Linked DNA regions of Mus musculus: region 2 is linked to region 1. The links are chromatin contacts, called in public HiChIP or PLAC-seq maps. All regions are on one chromosome and are shown on one strand. The core of a region is the stretch at or near the end of the contact, and the rest is flanking DNA. Distances in the headings are between cores, read along the strand shown.

What was found. HiChIP or PLAC-seq counts read pairs in DNA pulled down with a chosen protein or histone mark.
Region 2: a contact with region 1 is called in an H3K4me3 HiChIP or PLAC-seq map of bone marrow-derived macrophages, with 4 times the contacts expected there. The contact joins the promoter of BC147527 here to the promoter of Zfp131 in region 1. A contact is called at or near these places in 2 of 115 datasets of contacts at active chromatin or transcription factors (bone marrow-derived macrophages and pro-B cells) and 1 of 9 other capture datasets (pancreatic islet).

Annotation. Positions count from the first base shown.
Region 1 is chr13:119,788,529-119,793,133 of GRCm38.p6, reverse strand. Zfp131 (zinc finger protein 131) reads left to right here and starts at 2,402. Exons shown (of 8, transcript NM_001302548.1): 1 at 2,402-2,629; 2 at 2,847-2,985; 3 at 4,173-4,274. The coding sequence starts at 2,862. Gm46390 reads right to left here and starts at 2,863. Exons shown (of 2, transcript XM_017315657.1): 1 at 2,852-2,863; 2 at 1,445-2,761. The coding sequence starts at 2,863. The coding sequence ends at 1,592.
Region 2 is chr13:120,298,584-120,303,725 of GRCm38.p6, reverse strand. It overlaps BC147527 (cDNA sequence BC147527), which reads right to left and starts at 3,334. Exons shown (of 5, transcript NM_001037925.2): 1 at 3,105-3,334; 2 at 2,453-2,764.

The DNA of each region.
Region 1 (4,605 bases), core at 1,153-3,652:
TTTCCCACCTTCCTCTTGCTGCACTTTCTTGGCCCTTTCAACATTTTTTTTCAAGTATATAAACAGATACTTTCCAAGGGATAAACATTGTTGCTTCCACTTGGATGCTTTATGCACAGAAGCTTCAAACTTCCGACTAGGCAAATATCCAAAAATGAATGTTATGGCCAGACACAAAGGAGCAGGCCTTTGATGCCAGTGCTAGGGAGGCTGAGGAAGGTAGATTTGTGAGTTTGAGGTCATCCTAGTCTACATATCAAATCCCAGGCCAGTCAGGGCTACATAGTGAGACCCTTTAAATACATGAATGAATGAATAAATAAATAAATAAATAAATAAATAAATGTTAGGAGCAGGGTCATGGAAAGTGTTGTGTTGGGAAGCTCAAATTCTAAAACAGAAATGTCTTCCACTTAACCAACTCAAACATACAGGGAAGCAGCCCTCCATCCTGGAGTTTCCCCCAAAGCTTATTTTTATATGTAATTTCTTGTCCTAAGAAATAGTGTGAATAGGGGCTGGAGCGATGGGCTGGCGATTAAAGAGAAACTTGCTGCTCTTCCATTTCCATAATCCATGTGGTAATTCATAAGCATCTGTATCTCCAGTTCTGGCAAGAGGCACACGCATGGTGCACATATGTACATGCAGACAAAACAATTATATACATTAATCTAGAATTTTTTTTTTTTTTTTTTTTTTGTTTTTCCGAGACAGGGTTTCTCTGTATAGCCCTGGCTGTCCTGGAACTCACTTGGTAGACCAGGCTGGCCTCGAACTCAAAATCTGCCTGTCTCTGCCTCCCAAATGCTGGGATTAAAGGCGTGTGCCACCACTGCCCAGTTTAGAAAAAAAATTTAATGGGTGTAATAACAACAATCCTAATACTAAAAACATACAGCAGACCAGTTCAATCTACAAGGCGCTAATCCGTCACTCTCGAAGATTCTTCATAAATTATCCACACACTTTAATGCTTTAGCGCTTTCCCCTAAAGAGGTTCATATAGCTAAATACTTCGTTGACATCATCGTGTCTACTTAGTTGCCCCCTCATAATGATTATCTCCATTCTCTTCCTGCTGGACTTTAAGGATTCCACTCCTAAAATGTTAAAAAGATCGGATATCTTGGACCCTTAAGGCTGTCGCGTGCCTGTCCCAGCAAAAGGAACACTGTGACCTTCAAGGCTGCATGTGCTGTGTTATGTCTGGCTCCAACTCACACCGCTTTGTTGGACTCTCCAGATTACCTTGTTCGTAATACCGACCTGCTGTTCAGACCTGAACCTCCGCTCAGACTAAAGTCTGAATGTAGAAAGCGCGTGTTCTCGCCCAATTCCGCGCCCCCCCCCCCCCGTTTCTTAAAACAATTACAATTAAAACAATTACAATGGCATTGCCTCAAAAACTTTTGAAGTGAATACATCCACTCTCGCACAGGACTGGACTTTCCATTAGTCTTTATTGTCCAACTCATTGAGATTACCGATCAGTACCCATTAACTATCAGAGCATTGCCCTCAGACGAGCCTTTCTTGGGATGAATGAGTGAGCCGGCCACGTGCAACTGAGTGGCAGTCCCCAGCCACTTTAGGGGCGGGTGCGGAGAGCTGGGATGAAGGAATCACAACTGGATCTCTGCAGGCTGACCGGGTTGGTGAGTCTGCAGGCACGTGCTGCCACCGCCGGGCAGACATCGGGGACAGAGAGAGAAATAGAGATCCCCGGCGCCGGAGCCTGCTCGTCCCCGCGGCCGCCGAGCCCAGGGCGCAAGTGCGTCGGCGGGACCCCTAGCTGATCGTCCGAGCGTCCCTGCCGCGGAGGTGAAGATGGAGAGCGAGGAGCTGCCTGGGTACCCGAGCAGCTGCGCCACGGGACTAGAGAGCGTGGAAAGAAAGGCACGAGGCCCCGGCGCCAGCTAGGTAAGGGTAAGGGCCCACCTCCGCTCCGGAAAGGGGGCGGGGCGGGGCGGGGCCGCGGGATATAAGCGTCCCGGGCCGCCGAGCCGGTATTCCACCGGGAGTTCGCGATCGGAAGTGCAGCTACGGGCCCGGTGGGGGCGGGCTGGCTGCCGGAGCGCAGCGTCGCCAGGGCCTCAGCCTTCCCGGTGCTCAGACTGCCTTGCTCTACTGGGAGAAGCCGCAGCAGAGCCCACGGAAGCCTTCGAAGCGCCGCGCGGGGAGCCCCGAATCCCCCCCGGGGGGGCTCCCTCCCCCCTCCCCTCCTTACTGGGCCCCAGGGGCGTGGCCAGGCTTCGCAGGGATTGGCGCTCCGGGTGCGTCCGCGTCCGGCGTGGTGACGCAGCACGTCGACGTAAGTGACGCGCAGGCCCCGGGCCGCTCCTCCTTCCCTGAGTGAGTGCCGGCCGGGTCGGGGCGGGGGGGGGGGGGGGGTAGAGGAGGGAGAGGCGCCGGAGGGAGAGGCGACCCGGGGAGTCGTTGTGGGCCGCGGGCCGGACCGGGGCCGGGGCCGCCGCAGCCTGGGCCGGGCGGAAGGCTCGGCGGGCCGTTGGGAGGCCGCCGAGGCTGTTCGGGGTCCTCCCCGGCCGGACTTGCGCTCCCGGGCGTCCCTGAGCCTCCCGGCACTGTGCCCACCCCGCTCCAGCTCGCGTCTCCAGGCTCCGATTAGGTCAGGCTCGGAGTTCCGCGGCCGCGGCTCCGGCCCGCGACGCGCGGCGGCCGCTCGGCTGGCTCGCCTTTCTTCTTCCCCAGCCTTGCTCTCGGCCTCCCCCTCCCCCTTCTCTCCCCCTCCACCCGGCACCTGGGTTTTGGTTTGGTTTCTTGTTGTAGGGGTTTTGTGTCAGCCCGAGCTCATGGGTGTACATTATCATGCTCCTCTTTTGTAGAGCACCCCGACGGCCATGGAGGCTGAAGAGACGATGGAATGCCTTCAGGAGTTTCCTGAACATCATAAAATGATCTTGGACCGATTGAATGAACAACGGGAGCAGGACCGGTTTACGGACATCACCCTGATTGTCGACGGTGGGTCGGGGTAGTGGGCAGAGGAGGAAAAATGGGGAGCTTCAGTTCTCTCTCGCTGCCCGCCTTTTTGTACCCACCCTCTCCGGGCTCTCTTCCAAAGTCGGTGGAGGGTTTGCATCAGACCCGGGAGGGCGCCTGTCAGTGCTGCTCACGTAGACCATGCCGCAGAAAGCTGGTTGGCTAGTCTGGATTTTAATCTCCTAGTCTGATATGCATCATCACATTTTAACTTCTTGCTGCATGCTCAAGTTTTATAATTGCACACTCGTTAGATAGGTGCCCGGAGGAGAGAGAGAAGATACCTCAAAACGTTTGGTCAGACAAGGAGGCAACAAGGAGGCGGTCTCAGTGTTTTTTGTTAATAAGCCCGTTCTTAGCAAGCTGCTTTGAGGAGTCCAGCACAAGAATCATTTGGGAAGTTTTCATTCTAGTTTTCCAAAATGGTGTGGAAAGGAAAGTGGATGAGAAACCACCTACACTCATTGGGGCTACACTCATACCCACTGTGAGTGACTAAAAAATAAATTGGGAATCTGCTAGTCGTGCTTGTATAGGCAAATCCAGATTAGGGTTCCTTTTAGTGAACATTGGCTTTCTAGACAAGATGTTCCTTATAATGAAAGTTTGTAGGTGTGTTGTGCCTACAGCTATATTAGGCATATTGAAAAATTTCCTGTACCAAACACACTGGCTTTGTACTCCCCCACCCCTTTCTAAATGATACGTGAACTTTTGCACTGTCATATTTAGAACTTTTATTTCATTTTATTTTCTGTGTACGAGTGTTTTGCCTGCACACGTATATATGTGCACCACTTCCATGACAGGTGTTCGAGGAGGTCAGAAGAGTGTGTCAAGTCCCTTGGAACTGGAATTGCAGACAGTTGTGTGCTGCCTTGTGGGTGCTGGGAATTGAACCCGGCTTCCCTGGGAGAACAGCTGATGCTCTTAACCACCAAACCAGTTCTCCAGCCCATATTTAGCTGTTTCAGTGGGTTTAAATGTAGGTTGCTACTTAATTGAATGGAACAGAAACTGCTAGAAGAAATTTGTTGCTTAGTATAAACTAGCTTTTACTTTGAAGTAAAGATATGTATTTTGTGAAGAAAGGATTTTAACTTTGATTTTGATGCCAGTGTGTTTTTTTCCCTCTCCATCTCTTCACCCCACCCCACCCCCTTATTTAGGACACCATTTTAAGGCCCACAAGGCTGTTTTGGCTGCCTGCAGTAAGTTCTTCTACAAATTCTTCCAGGAGTTTACTCAAGAGCCTTTGGTTGAAATTGAAGGTGAGTAGTATTTTCCACAGTACTTAGCAAAATAACTGGCTGGTTTAGCAGGGCTTCCCGGGAAATAAACACCAATAGTCACTGGTAGACAACTAGACACGTTGCTTTTTATTACTTGAGAATTCTTCCAGGAGTAAGTAATAGATGCTGGTTTCTAACAAGTCTGGCCCATTGCTAAAACCAGGGTTCACTGTCATTTTCAAATCATGCATAAATGGAAACTACCATCTTTTTTTAGTGACCTTAGACTTTAAGGATGTTAGAGATGGTAGAGATATTTTAAGTTACAGGAGAGACCTCCGTACTATCAGAAGTAGTGATATACAAATGA
Region 2 (5,142 bases), core at 2,085-4,584, 510 kb before region 1:
GAGACAACCAAGGTCTGAAGAAAAATTGTGTCCTTTGGGTTTTTATGTGCTAGTGTGTAAAGTTAAACAGATAATCCAAGGGAAGCCAGTTTAACAATATATTGAATCAATAATGTAAATTCACCCCATACTTCTCTTGCCTTCATGATCTAAATGAGAAACTGGTTCTTCTCATAAAGGCTAAAATTTTCATAAAAATCGGCTTTTCAAATTTAAAGGCTGTAAATAAATGTTGATTCTGTAAGAACCAATCAGTCATGCTCATGATTCGTCAGTCTCATTAATGGAGTCTGAAATAGCTCAGATCTCACCCACCACCCTATTCTGACTCAATTTTGTTTGCCCAGACATTTCTCAGTCCTCTACCCCAACCTCCAATGTGCACACATTTGAGATTCCTTGGCCCTTATCACGGTCCAGATGTAGGCAGTCACCAAAAGAAATAACATAACTTAAATTAATAAGAAAGATAAAGGTAAAACAAACTGAGAAAATTATGCCAATGAATGTTTGAAGTTTTCCCTGATTATTATCTAAATTTGATGCTAATTTGTGGTTCTGCCTTTAAAAACTTTGTACCTCTGAGCTTGGTTTTCATCAACTTTTCAGAGTGACAAAACTGTTCTCTATTTTACCATCAATAAAAAGGACTTAAAACTTTTAGCTGGCTTCACTAACATGGTTGTCAATCACTAATTTCTGGAGTTATCTTTAAGTTCATTCTTAAATAAATGTTGAACTTGTACAAAAATATTCATCAATTGAATAAATGACTAATCTATCTAATGTAGAGTCAACCCTTCATGTAAAAAAAAAACCCGAAACTTTAAACAAAACCTGATTTGTTCAATAAAAAGTGAGTTTTTGAATGAAGAGTCAATCATTTATGAAACAAAAGAACAAAAAAATTCCACCACTTTATTAAAGTAGTTTTTTATAATATAAATTCACTTTTTTCTATACCACTGAAGTCTCAGCGATGTGACTGCCAACATGGAGACTGGAGAGGAGAACACCAATAGACACAAAGACTGGAAGTGAGGGAGCCAATGAGGCCTGAGCCTTAGACAAAACAAAACAAAACAAAAAACCCCAATCAACCAACCAACAACAACAACAACAACAAAATAGGCAAGACTGGAAGTCTGAGGGTAACTGTGCTGTGGTGGTACATAACTTCAATCCCAGCACTAGGGAGGCAGAGGTATACTTTCTCTTTTCCTCTCTCCCCCTCTTCCCCTGTCTTACCCCTTCTGTCTCTGTCTCCCAGACTTCCACACAGGATTTCTCTATGTATCCCTGACTATCCTAGAACTCACTTGGTAGAGCAGGGTAGCCTACTACTCAAAACTCAGCTGCCTCTGCCTCCTGAGTGCTGGGACCAAAGACTTGCACCACATTCCCAGGTGCAGGGTGATCTCTTGAGTTTGAGGTCAGCTTGGTTTACACAGTGAGTTCAGAACATGGAGGACTACACACAGAAACTGTGTCTTGAATGACATAAGCAACACCAACCACAAACACACAAACAAACCTATCAGATAATCAACTAACCAACAAACAAAAAAAGCACAAGTAATCTGAGAGCAAGAGAAACCCTCTTTCCCAGGGAAGAGCTCCCAAATTGGTTACCCAATAAGAAGTACTTAGCCTTGAAATCATGTACACACTAGGGACATTGTGCAGACTAATCAGATTGTATTTGTATGTGTGTAGGAATACACACATAAACACACATATACACACACATACACAGAAAATAACACATACATGCTGCAAATACAGAAAGAGAGGCTGTGACCACAGGGACACATAGAAGGGGATGCAGGAAGGGGGAAGTAAGACAGGATAATAGCTATTTAAATTTTAATTTCAAAAGTTCCAAACTTTTAAGGAAATCAAACTTTTGAGGCAGGCTTGGTGGTACACACTTTTAATTCAAGGGCCCCACAGGCAGCAGACGAAACTCATTGAGTGGAAGGCCAGCCTGGATACATAGCTGCTACCAGCACAGCCAGGGCTATGGAGAGAGAGCATATCTCAAATAAAAATAAAAACACATTCTTTTTAATTCAGACTCAGTCTTCTAACTAAAGCCAGTTTCATAAATCAATTCTTGGTTGTCTTCAAAGGCAGCGTTGTTTGTGGAGAGTCAATGCTTTGAATGAATGTTCATCCTCTGCATTAAACACTGTCCTCTTCCTAGTGAGTGTGTCTGCCTCTTAAGACAGACTCACTAGCCATGATCACAAAGCATATGTATTTTCTTTTATAAGGGAGCTTCAAAATCATGTTTAGATGAAAACTGACACTTTTTGTTGAAATTTGTACTAAGGTATGGTACTGTCACAAAGAAGAACAAACTTAAGGATTCAATTGAAAGTTTAACTATAGGACAAGGAAGTTCTTAAAGTTTAAAATTTAAACATGGGGTGAGTCTTCCAACACTTACCCAGGACCAGTGTTCAATGTCTACACCAAGAGAATTACTTAGTTCCTTCTGAGGTTCAGGATCCTGAATCAGAAGCTGGGTCTTGGCAGAGATGAGATTGATTCTGCGGCTGCACACACCCAGTCACTTTGCAGCTCCTGTTGGGAAATTCAGTCCCATTTTCTTGACTAGTTCAAGAGCCCTGCTGGGTGTTCAGTTGCCATACTTCGTGAACAAGGATTGTCCTTCATAACCTGGCCCTCGCCAGAGGGGTACCACATGCTTCTAGGTCCGGATACTTCCTGGAGTGTGATTACCCAGTCAGGAGAAATCCTGAGTAAAGCAAACAAATACAAGGTATTTACTGTGTGGATTGCTGTTGATCTTACTGACATCCCTTTCTGTATCCCCCATCCACCCATCCACCCATCCACCCATCCACCCATCCACCCATCCACCCATCCACCCATCCACCCATCCACCCACCACATATCCTCCCCGCCCCCAAGGATCTGGAATTAACATTCATCCAGGATGGAGATCAAATTCTCCCAGCTCCCAGGGTCTCAGATGGAAGCCAGTGGGTACTAGGTGGGGTAGATTTCGGTCAGTAAATGGCCACCAATTCCTCTTGGGCTGGGCCTCCAAGTTTCTGCAAGTTTTCTGAGCCTACCGAGTGCACTTCCACTTTGCTGGATGCAAGAGGTTTTCAGGAGCCAGGGTGACTCAGGTGAGCACAGCTAGAAAGGAGGCAGCTCAGTGGTGTCAAGACTTGGCTGTGTGTTTTCAGTCAATCCCTGACAGTGGTGGGCAGGCTGCAGAGGAACCCAGTCCCCCTAAATCCAGGTCAAACAGGGACCAGTCCAAAGTCGTCCTCAGGGAGCTGTGTCCCAGGTGCTCTGCATCCAGACCAGTACCTTCCTCAGTAATCCACCACAGCTCACTATGCTGTCCCTGCATTTTCTGGGTTCTTCTACATCTGCTCAGCCATGGTCTGCATTAGTTTCTTTTTCTTGGCTGCTGACAGGATCTCCATTTCCTCTTCTGCACCCAGGTTTGCTTTCAGTTTTTAGCAATGATACAACTTAAACTGTTCCCCACCCCACCCCCAGCATGCCTGCGGTTTTTTGTGTTGGGTGGAGGGTTGGCCACCAAGAATTGGCTGTGTTTAGCTAGCTGGTAGACTTTTAAAATGCAGAGCCAGCTGGCTGCAGGAGGCCTTGCCCTTGCACACCAAGCTGCTAAGCAAGCACAGCTGTCCTGAACTTTGTAATACAGAAAAACTTAACAGAAACTGCAGAAGATGGAGATACAGGAGATCTTAGCAATTTACCTCCTCCTGCTGAATATTGTGTCTGTGCTGTGGACCCCAGTTACCTGTCTGTGAGGTTGATAGAGCAGGGAGAGCCACAGAGGCTCAGCCTGTTTGTGTCCCACCTGGGAAAACCTTCAGCCATGGCCTGTGCCTTGCTACCCAGGTGTTAGGAGATTTATAATTGGATGACAGCTGCATTGTGGGCAACTGATTCTTGCACAGTCCACAGCAATCCTGGCAGCTTGGCTCCTCCTTTTTGTCCTGGAAGCAGGCAGTGGAGTTTTCTGTGATAGAGATACTGTCATATTCAAGTAATGACTTTAAAATGTTGTTACTGTAATGAACGAGGTCACAACACATGTGGAGATAAGCCACACAGAAGGGCATGGCAGAACCTCTTTACACAAGATACATTGAGCAGAAAAACCCCAGCTCTTTCTGTTACAAGAGTCAGTGTGTGTGAACAGAAACAGGATATGAGAGCTGCAGTGAGAAAAGTGGAAGCAGGACTAAAATAGACATAAGGACCTTAGGGCTGGAGGCATAGACTCAGGACCACCATTGCAGGGTTGGCTGTAGCCTGAGAGCTGAGTCAGGGAAGGGAGGAGAGGAGTTTATACTCTGCACAAAGGCCATGGCTGGAGAGACAGTGGGAGAGACCACAGCAACTCACACCAGCTACACACACACACACACACACACACACACACACACACACACACACACTTCGGTGGACCTTTGGATGATAAGTCACTTCCTATATCATTGGGAAAATGCTCTATTCTTTCAGAAACGCTGCATTCTATTACCATGCCAGGCATTAGTCAGGAGGCTGGCAGTGGTCCTTCTGCCCTGCACTCCACATTCTGGTCATGGAAGGAGATGTTGGCAAACTGCATCAGAAATGGAATGGGAGGTCTTCAGTGTCTCCACCTTGGGACAGAAACAAATACAGTCATCTCAAATACATTCTTCTCTCTTCAGCCTTCATAGTAATTCTCTTAAGTTGGCAGTTAATTGGAGGGGACGGGCATAGGTTAAAACTATCCTGGATATATATTTAAGTTTCACATATATAAGGCATTTTATATCAATATGCAAAAGAATACTACATTGGGGTTTCATTGCTGTGAAGGAAGAGACACCATGACCATGGCAACTCAGAATTTAAATTTGATTTTATTATTATTCTGTTTTATTTATACACTTTACATCCCACTCACTGATTCCCCCACCATGGTCACACCATCCCACAATTCTTCTCCCCTCCCCTTCTCCTCAGGCAGATGAGGGACCCTAGTTATTCCAACCCCCACCCCTACCCCCCGGCACTTCAAGTCTCTGAGAGGCTAGGTGCTCCCTCTCCCTCTCAGACCAGACAAGGCAGCCAAGCTAG